3 separate regions of the Rattus norvegicus genome follow, and all the other regions are linked to region 2. Evidence: chromatin contacts called from public Hi-C data. All regions are on one chromosome and are shown on one strand. Each heading gives the region's core, a stretch centred on a gene start, on an enhancer-like site or on the middle of the called end of the contact. The rest is flanking DNA. Distances are from core to core; before and after follow the strand shown.

Evidence for each region. A called contact is a pair of places that touch in the nucleus more often than the background predicts.
Region 1: a contact with region 2 is called in a Hi-C map of the A7r5 cell line, with 4 times the contacts expected there. The contact joins two enhancer-like sites. A contact is called at or near these places in 3 of 12 Hi-C or Micro-C datasets (the A7r5 cell line, Schwann cells and kidney).
Region 3: a contact with region 2 is called in a Hi-C map of the A7r5 cell line, with 3 times the contacts expected there. The contact joins two enhancer-like sites. A contact is called at or near these places in 3 of 12 Hi-C or Micro-C datasets (the A7r5 cell line, liver and mammary epithelial cells).

What each region holds. Positions count from the first base shown.
Region 1 is chr6:30,229,487-30,232,368 of GRCr8, forward strand. The region is part of intron 7 of Babam2 (BRISC and BRCA1 A complex member 2); the gene reads right to left. Among named protein-coding and RNA genes, the nearest start is that of Fosl2, 190 kb to the left of the region's middle. Within about 2 kb of position 1,540, at least 9 of the 93 cell types and tissues checked have an H3K27ac peak or open chromatin away from gene starts, as enhancers often do. A contact at or near this core is called in the A7r5 cell line, where this site is marked.
Region 2 is chr6:30,563,928-30,566,686 of GRCr8, forward strand. No RefSeq gene overlaps it. Among named protein-coding and RNA genes, the nearest start is that of Mrpl33, 11 kb to the left of the region's middle. Within about 2 kb of position 1,479, at least 24 of the 93 cell types and tissues checked have an H3K27ac peak or open chromatin away from gene starts, as enhancers often do. A contact at or near this core is called in the A7r5 cell line, where this site is marked.
Region 3 is chr6:30,133,228-30,136,331 of GRCr8, forward strand. The region is part of intron 10 of Babam2 (BRISC and BRCA1 A complex member 2); the gene reads right to left. Among named protein-coding and RNA genes, the nearest start is that of Fosl2, 96 kb to the left of the region's middle. Within about 2 kb of position 1,439, at least 8 of the 93 cell types and tissues checked have an H3K27ac peak or open chromatin away from gene starts, as enhancers often do. A contact at or near this core is called in the A7r5 cell line, where this site is marked.

The sequences.
Region 1 (2,882 bases), core at 290-2,789, 330 kb before region 2:
CTAGTACTGATGGGGAATCTAAAATGAGGTCATCTGAACAACTGAGCCAGCAGTCTGGTACCAGGTGCCCAAGCTAGCGAGAGCTAGCATTCACTGGATGCTGTTCAATTTATCTTCACAGCCACATTAAGTGGTGAAGCTGACGTTGAACAAGACTAAAGAACCTGCCCAGGATATCTCTGGGCTGCTAAGTACTTGAGGTAGCATCCAAATCCAGATTTGTGTGACTGTGGAGTCTGAGCTTTAATCGTTCATTCAAGATCTGGTTTCTTCCGGGTGTCCATCTACAGAAATAAAGCATCTCTCAAGTGTGATTTACTTATCTGTACTACCCAGGTATGAGGACAAGGGTCAGAGACCAAACACAATGCTCTCTTGCCCATGATCTAACCACCATTAAGGGAGCACCACAAATGTCAAAGTACATTACAAGTTTCTAAAGAATTCTCGTGTCAATAATTATGACTCTTAGCTGCTTGACCACAAAATCAAAGGGCTTCATTTGAGGTCCTTTGTCTTTATTCTATGAATTAGTACTATGCTCAAGAAGTGGATATAGTAGAGAAGATTTAAATTTTTACTAAGTGAGGCTTGGGCAGCAATATAATCTATTATACTATGTTTGAAATTGGACACATGTAGGCTGGAGAGAGGGCACAATAATCAAGAGTATGAATGCTCGACTGTATTCAATAGCCACACCCAGCAGCTCACTGCCTGTAACTCCTGCTCTAGGGAATCCAGTGTTCTTTCCACATGCACATACATCCCCCCCCCCACACACACACACACACTCACAGTGACATATGCACACACACACATACACACACAAAAATAACTTTTAAAAAAGAAGTTGGAAGTCTAATCTAGATCTTATCCTTCAGTTCACCCCAACTACAAAATGCAACTAGGACTTCTCTTGATGAGCACATGTTTAAGTGGGCTGCAACTGTGCCCATGTGGCAGTAAGTAACTACTGTAAAGGCACTCACAAGCAGGAGTGGACAAGCCAGCAAGGGCACGTCTACTATACCTGCTCCATTTTCTGGGATGCCCAGACCTTGGCACTTCTCAGGAGTTTCAGGGCAAGGTCATGCACAGGTCCACCAGAGCTCTGCCTAACCCTTTTTCAAAGGTGGGAGTCTAGGTTCTGACCAATCCAGAGGAAAAAAAATGAAGAATTTTTGTGACAATTGGGTGGGTTGGGCTAAACCAAAGTCTCTGATAATAGAAAAAATAAAGTGGAATTGCTTTGAGGTCTGTGTCTAATTCCTGCCTGGCCCAGTTTTTGCCCATTTTCCCAATTCCAAGCTCTAGCGTCTGTTGCACTGGAAAGTGGCTCAAGCTCTAAGTGGAACACTGGGTCTCCAGCATCTAGACCCCTGATGCCCAAGCAACCCTAGGGACCATGGAGTAGTCCCGAGGTCCCAGGAACTGAAAGTAAGGAAGCGCCAAGCAGTGTTCCTCCCTCCAAGGGAAAACGGTTGGGCATGTGCACTCTGCTCCACAGGCATTCTTCACATGCCACATGAGCCACTTAAAAAGAACACTGCCGCCCATAACTCCCTGAAGATGTCTGGTTGGCTTAGATAATTTCTCAGTTATGTGCCCTCCCTCTAGAAGGAATCTGTTGGAAAGCTGGCTGTGCACAGCTAAAAACCTTGGGATCATCATGGTTGCATATTAATAAGTTCACAGAGAACGTCTTAGTTTAACTTGGTAGTAGCCCGTAGAAATTTGACTAAATGATATTAAATCTTTTTTTATATGAAAAGTAGATCCTCCCTTGTACTGTATACCGACAACTCATATGCAGACCATATGCCTCTGTATGTTCTCCACTTTCCCCACCATTTCTTTCTAGTCCACACAACCACACACATCAAAGCACCCCACTTTGCTCACTTGCTGACACTCTGCTTCATTACTGCGTGCTACCTACCCATGCTTAAAAGACACAGGAGTAAAATGAAACAATATGCACTTCTTCCCATCCCACCTAATTCAGCATCCTGGGTAAATGTGTGTAATTTACTTTGCAAAATGCCAGTACTTGTGCCCCCCAAAGAGCTACTGAGTATGTGCAGTATCTCTTATGAGCTTAGCGTTGATTCGGAATCATGGAGGAGAGTCCAGGACAGCACAACAGTGTTGCTTTGTACCACATGGATGAAGACGCGTGGTGACTGTACAGAGCTGCCTGATAGCTGGCTCCCTGGAGGGAAGCCTCTGCAACCCGACACAGTGGCTGAGTGCACAGGCAATGTTCTCCACAGACTATGATCAAAGACCCCAAGACAGTGGCATGAGTGACTAAGAGACCCGAACACCCAAACACAGGGTGCAAACATTGCCTGACATAGACCTAGCCAAAAAAGAACATTCCAAGAACATTCAGAAGTGCAGTCATTGTATGTATTTCCCTGAGGATGTCAAACCCTTCTAAAGGATGACCTTTAACATCACTAAATTCTGGTGCTTAAACTGTAGCCAGGACCACTCATGGTTAAATGTTCATGATGTTCCATTCAGAGAATCTTGAATATGTTAGGGACACCCCTGCTGCAATAGCCAGAGCTTATGATGTCCCTTCTAGCGTGCTTACACTGTCATATACATCGGGGAAAAATTACTCATCCTTCAAAAATGTGCAGAAGTCTTCCTTTCTTCAGTCCTTCTTGGGACCTCTAGCGGATGGATGTTCCAGCTCTCTGTGCTCATCTCCTATGCTGTGGAGTCATAACTGCAGGACACAGCTCATGATGCTGCTGACTTCTGCGCTTGTCTCTTGTAGGACACTATTCTTCTTGAGCCTGGGCATCTTTGTTTTTATTCTGTAATGCCTACTCTAATTTCTGAAGAGGGTCAGTAGAGTAAGTGGC
Region 2 (2,759 bases), core at 229-2,728:
GCATCAGCTCCTGCCCTCTTCAAGTTCCCGTCCTGACTTCCTCTGACGATGAGCTGTGATATAGGAGCAGAAGCCGAATAAGCCCTCTCCTCCCCGAGCTGTTTTGGTCTTGGTGTTTCATCCCAGCAGTGGTAACCTTAACTAAGACACCATCTTTTTGGAGGAAGCAGCTTTGAAAGATGGCTTAACTGTAATCTGGTATACAGTTAGAAGGGGAAACCGGGTCCTCCTTCAACTAGGGATCTGAAACAAAAGGAGGCACAGCCTTTGGTAAGAGAAGTGAGCTCCTTCTCCAGCCGGAGACAAAGCCTTTCCGGAGATGCCTTCTGTGACTTGCGACAAACTCGACAAATGCGCCAGTTTATCTGGTGTTTGGTGAACTACATGGTCACCTCAGTGTAGTCTGCAGTCCCCAGAGTCACTCATTAGCTCCAGACTTAAAGGTTAACGAGAGAAAACATCTTTAAGTCGGTTGATGGCTAATGCAAAAAGGCCCCCAACCTGCTCCACTGCACTAACACCGTAATTGCGCTATTTCGGGCTGTCCAGATGATTACATTTGATTGCATGCTACTGTATATGAACAAATGTATAATCATAAAATGTGCACCTAAATTACAAGCTACCTTGCTCAAGGCTTCTTTCTAAATTTAGGTATTCGATGCCACGGAGAAAAACGAGCCAATCAATTATCAACCAAATTAATCATCTCCAAATGAGCTGATCTGGGGAAAGATTTAGAAATGAATTTTCCCACACAGAACAGAATTCTATATGTTGTATTCAACATATATGTCCCACGTGCTGGTGAGATGGCTCAGGGGGTAAGGCGCTTACTGCTCTCGCTCAAGGAGCTGTGTCTGAATGTCCATTAATTACAACAACAACAATAGTAATAGTAATTCTAGGCATGGTGGCACACATCTGGATTCCTAGCACTGGGCATGGGAAGATACATTTAGACCCTGGAAACTTACTGGTCAGCCAAATTCTGTGTACCACCACAGCTGGTTTTGTAATTTATTTTCTTATCAGTGGAAGTCAGAAGAGCATTATGAAATTAATTCTCTCCTTCTGCCTTTAACTGGGCCCCAGGGATTGAACTTAAGTTGCTAGACTCTTGTGACAAGTGCCCTTTACCCACTTGTCAGGCATATATGTATATATGTATGTACACACACACACACACACACACACACACACACACACCTGAGACACACAGGGCTGAGGCATCACCCCATCTCTCTCTCTGTGTGTGTGTGTGTGTGTGTGTGTGTGTGTGTGTGTGTGTGTGTGTGTGTGAGATTGAGTTACTGCGCTCAAGCTATCTAGGTTCTTTGGAGAAAGGAAAATGCCTCATAGCTCGTTTCTAATGGCTAGATGTGGCCTTAAATAGAAAGTGCATTCCCCAGGGTGTGTTTTGAGGCCTTTGGCACTACAGAAGAAAAGTTTGGATCTGACACATTCTGAAACCTCTGGCTGGGTCCATTTCCTCCTGGAAGAACTCATGGGAAACATGGTCTAGTGGGAGGAAGCCCTCCAATCAGACTGTCCCCTTCTGAAGGCCCCACTGTGTGTGTTCCCAGCAGACGTGGCTCCAAGTTGATGAAGTCAGTGAATGAACGTAGGTGAATCCTGACGAAGTGTCATCTAAAATTTTGGAGGATCAGAGGGTGAGCCCCATTTCAGTAATAAAGATGGAGAGGAGCAGAAGCTGAAACCTTTCAGAGAGCAGAGTCTTACAGCTGCAGCCCAGAGCAGCCCAACCCTGCTGGCCCTGCCTCTGTCCTCAAAGAATAACACCAGCTTTGCTTGGCCTGTTGCATCAGCTGCTACACTCTGCCCTTCCCTTCCCCACCCCAGGAAGTGGTAAGGAGAGTTAAGTAACAGCCTGTGAGGCAACCACTCAGGGCAGCTGGAAATCTGGGGGAGGCTGTCTCTCTCCTTCCAGCCAGGCTCCACCCAACAGTCTCTCCTTAAATTCAAATCCATGGGGGAAAAAAGTGCTCAACTGCCAGAGTCCTCCCCACTCTCCCGACACTGCTTTATCCCCAGTACCCACAACGTAAAAGGAGAAATAGGCCCCTGCAAGTTGTCCTCTAGCCTCCACATGTAGGCCTATGGTTTTTAGGGGTGATGTGCACGTGCACGCGCGTGCATGTGTGCTAAATAAACAAATAAATGTTAAAAAGTATTTTAAAAGACTTTTTTTGGACTAAAGAGATGGCTCAGTAGTTAACAGTACCTACTGCTCTTGCAAGACCCAGGTTTGGTTTCCAACACCCACATCACGTAGCTCACAACTCCAGTTCTGGAAGAGGCCGGAAGGGGGCATCAGCTCTCCTAGAGCTAGCGTTACAGACAGTTGTTAGCTGCCCTGTGGGCGCTCAGAATTGAACACAGGTCCTCTAGAACAGCAGTCAGTGAGTGCACTTAACCGCTGAGCCATCACCCCAGCCCCATGTAACCCTGGCTGCCCTGGATCTCAGAGAGCCCCGTCTCTGCCTCCCCAGTGCTGGGACTAAAGGTGTGTGCCACCTCTTCCCCACGACTTTTTCTTTTTTTTTCTTTTCTTTTTTTTTTTTTTTTTTGGTTCTTTTTTTTCAGAGCTGGGGACCGAACCCAGGGCCTTGCGCTTCCTAGGTAAGCGCTCTACCACTGAGCTAAATCCCCAGCCCCGACTTTTTCTTAATTAAAAGAAAAAGGACCTAGGACAATATACTTGCCTCAAAGGCTATATTAGCTATCATTACGTGCAA
Region 3 (3,104 bases), core at 189-2,688, 430 kb before region 2:
GATTAAGGAAGAGAGTCAGATTAAAAATAGAAAAGAAACTCAAGTTTCAAAGCACTTTGAAGTAAACCTGGTCACATCTCAACCAGACTCAAGGACAGACTCAACAGCTAAGGCCTTCTCAGTGTGCCTGCTAATACCTGTACTGCATGTGGACTGCACCCTTGCCTGCTGTGCCCCCGACCCCTCACCCACACATGCTGAGGAAGATCTCTGTCGCTAGAGGCTAAGTGTTCCATTTTAGAGTTATTATTAATTGTCTCATGCTAAAACAGGTTTAGTTCTGTGTTTGGCTTGCTAAGTCACTCCTCAAGCTCAGCTCACAGAAAAATCAAACAGAAATCTGCAAAGTAGTGTAGGAGCAGGGACTGGAATGAGTTAGCAGGAGGGGTGTCTGAACCCTGGGTCCAGATCAGTGCAACGGCCCTTTAATAGAATCCCCCATGGCATTATTTTCATTGCTAATTCATAGCTGTAATTTTGCTACCATTATGAATGGTAATGTAAACATCTGTGTTTCCTACAATCTAAGGGGACTCCTGTGAAAGGGTAATTTGATCCCCAAAGGGCTCACAACCTCCAGGGTGAGAACCACTGGTCTACAGGATGGATGCTTCCCGTAAGTGCACATCCCAGCCCCAGCATCTGTGTGAATTTGATAAAGGATAGTTTAACACTTGTACAAAATGAGAGAGCTGTTGGCATGAAACTCTTAAGAATGGGACCAAGAACACTCTTGACCATAGGCTTTTCAAGTAGCACAAAATGACCTTTGGGATTTCAACTATTTAAAACTCACTTTTAGCCTACTGTGGTGGTGTTGGCGTGGGTCTGTAATGCCAGCACTTGGGAGGTATACACTGAAGGACTGGAAGTTTAAGGCCAGCCTGGGTTGCTCAGGCAATTCTAGGCTAGCCTATGGCCTTATGAGGCTGTCTCAATAAAAGCAGCCAACCAAATAAACATGAACACAAAACAAAACAAAAACCACACATAGTTATGGTTCATGTGAGAATAGGACCTGGTACATTATTAAAAGCATATTTAGAAATAAAAAGGTGAATTTGTGGCTTATTTAAAAAAAACCCAGTTTGCATGGCTGTCTAACGTCAAGAGTATAGACCGGAGAATTCAAGGGAAAGTAAAAAGTAAATTGCCTGGGCTAGCCATTGAGAAGTCAGGGGCAAACAATCACAACACAGCTAGAGGACTGCTAACACAGGCTGCTGCCCCTGCGAACCAGCTAGAGTTCCTGTGTCTTCTAATGTGTTCCCTTTACTTAGAAGATAAGATGTAGATGGTGGGGTTCATGACCTGCCTTAGCTGGTCTGACGAGATCTCAGGTCCAAGGGCAACTCTATTCTATGCCTCTCAAGTGGCCCTCTCCATGGGTGTGTCAGAAAGGAAAAAAGCATACATTCCTTAGTGGTTCCTGGTGGCAGGGCTGGTGGGGGCACTAGCCATGAGTCACTGGGCTACACTTTATGCTGATCAATGCTCGTGTTGGAGCACATCTTGTTCTCCACGTGGCCTCCCTGGCATCAGCTCTACCAGCTACCATCTGTTCCCTCTCCCTTTACTTCTCTAAACTCACAAAAGAGGACTGGCAACAAATTCCAGAACCTGCTCTTGCTTGACTTTTGTTTATCTGTTTGGTGGTCCTTACCCTACCCACAAACCCCACAACCATCACTGCAATGATGCTTCTCCTTGTGCTTCCCCTTCCTATGCCCTCCCTCTGGATGCCCCTCTCCTGGCTCACTTACCTTCAGCCACGTAGTGTTTGCCAGCGATTTTCTCTTGCCCTTCTCCAGCTGTTGGCCATACCATTAGTGCCGGGGCTTCAAACTGCCATCCCAATGTGGTCACACATCTTGTTACATCTACTTTGTGCGACTTACTGAACATCTGCACTGGCTTAGCACACAAACACCCCAGACTCAATACATCTAAACTCATGCTCATCTTAATGACTTCTGATCCTCTTCTTCAGTTTCCAGACTCCTAGGCTAGCCAGGCTCAGAATTACACAGCACTCTACAAGTCCTCCCTCCTCCTCTCCCCCAAATCTGAGTGCTTACCAAGTTCCAATTTGCTTCTGATGTATTTCTGGACTTTGTCCTTTCCTCTCCTGACTCCCACAGTTTTAGAACCTCACATTCTCTTGCCTGAACTAGTTACCAAAGTGGTTTTTCTACCCCCAGCCTCTCCCACTTGCATTGTCCTCCCCTCTGCCATCATACTTGGGAGTCTGAGACAATGCCACATCCATGTTTAACATCCCTCTCGGCCTTTCGATCAGTAAGATGACATATTTTGAATACCTGACGTACATGGTTCTTCCTAATGAATCAAATTTCTTTTCTCTCTCATCTGCCCATGACATTCTTCACTCGAATATCCAGAAAATTCAATTTTATGGGTTATTTCCATCATCGGGATATACTACACCAGTCACTGAGCACGCTGTGCTGTTCTCTTTGGAACATCCTTGCCCCTTCACCTACAAAACTCATTTACACTTAAGGGCAAGCTCAGGCAGAGCCTTTCTCTAAGATCTCCAGAGGAGGTGTGGCACTCCTGTGTTCCAGCAGTCCACACGTGCATCTGTTACTTGCATGCCTGATTCTCCTTCCCAAGGACAAACGTGTGCACCTCTGCAGCCTCAGGCCCACTGCAGTTGTGTTCACAGTATACACTTCCATGTTTGCTGAGCTGACTTAATGTACATAGGGCTTTCCATGACAACAGGACTTTAGCCTGTGCGTGTCCTGCTGTCCCTGGTAGCAGTACTACTCACTGACACAGCAGGTTTGGAGTGAAGACAACAGATGGTAAAAGAGGCAACTGTCAAGTATCAAAGATGGCTGGAAGTGGCTTGGGATGGGCAGGCAAAGGGGAGAAATACTTATGTTTTTCATTCTGTATCTTTCTGAAGCACTTGCTTTTGCAATCATTGTTGATGTTTCTTTGATAAACACAGTAAAATTCATTGAATGGCTATAAACAATCCAATGATAGGTCTGTGAACTGAAAGGGACCACTTTCTGTACATATAAAAAGACAGGTTATACTTTAAGGACTTAACTTTAAATAAACTGTGTAAT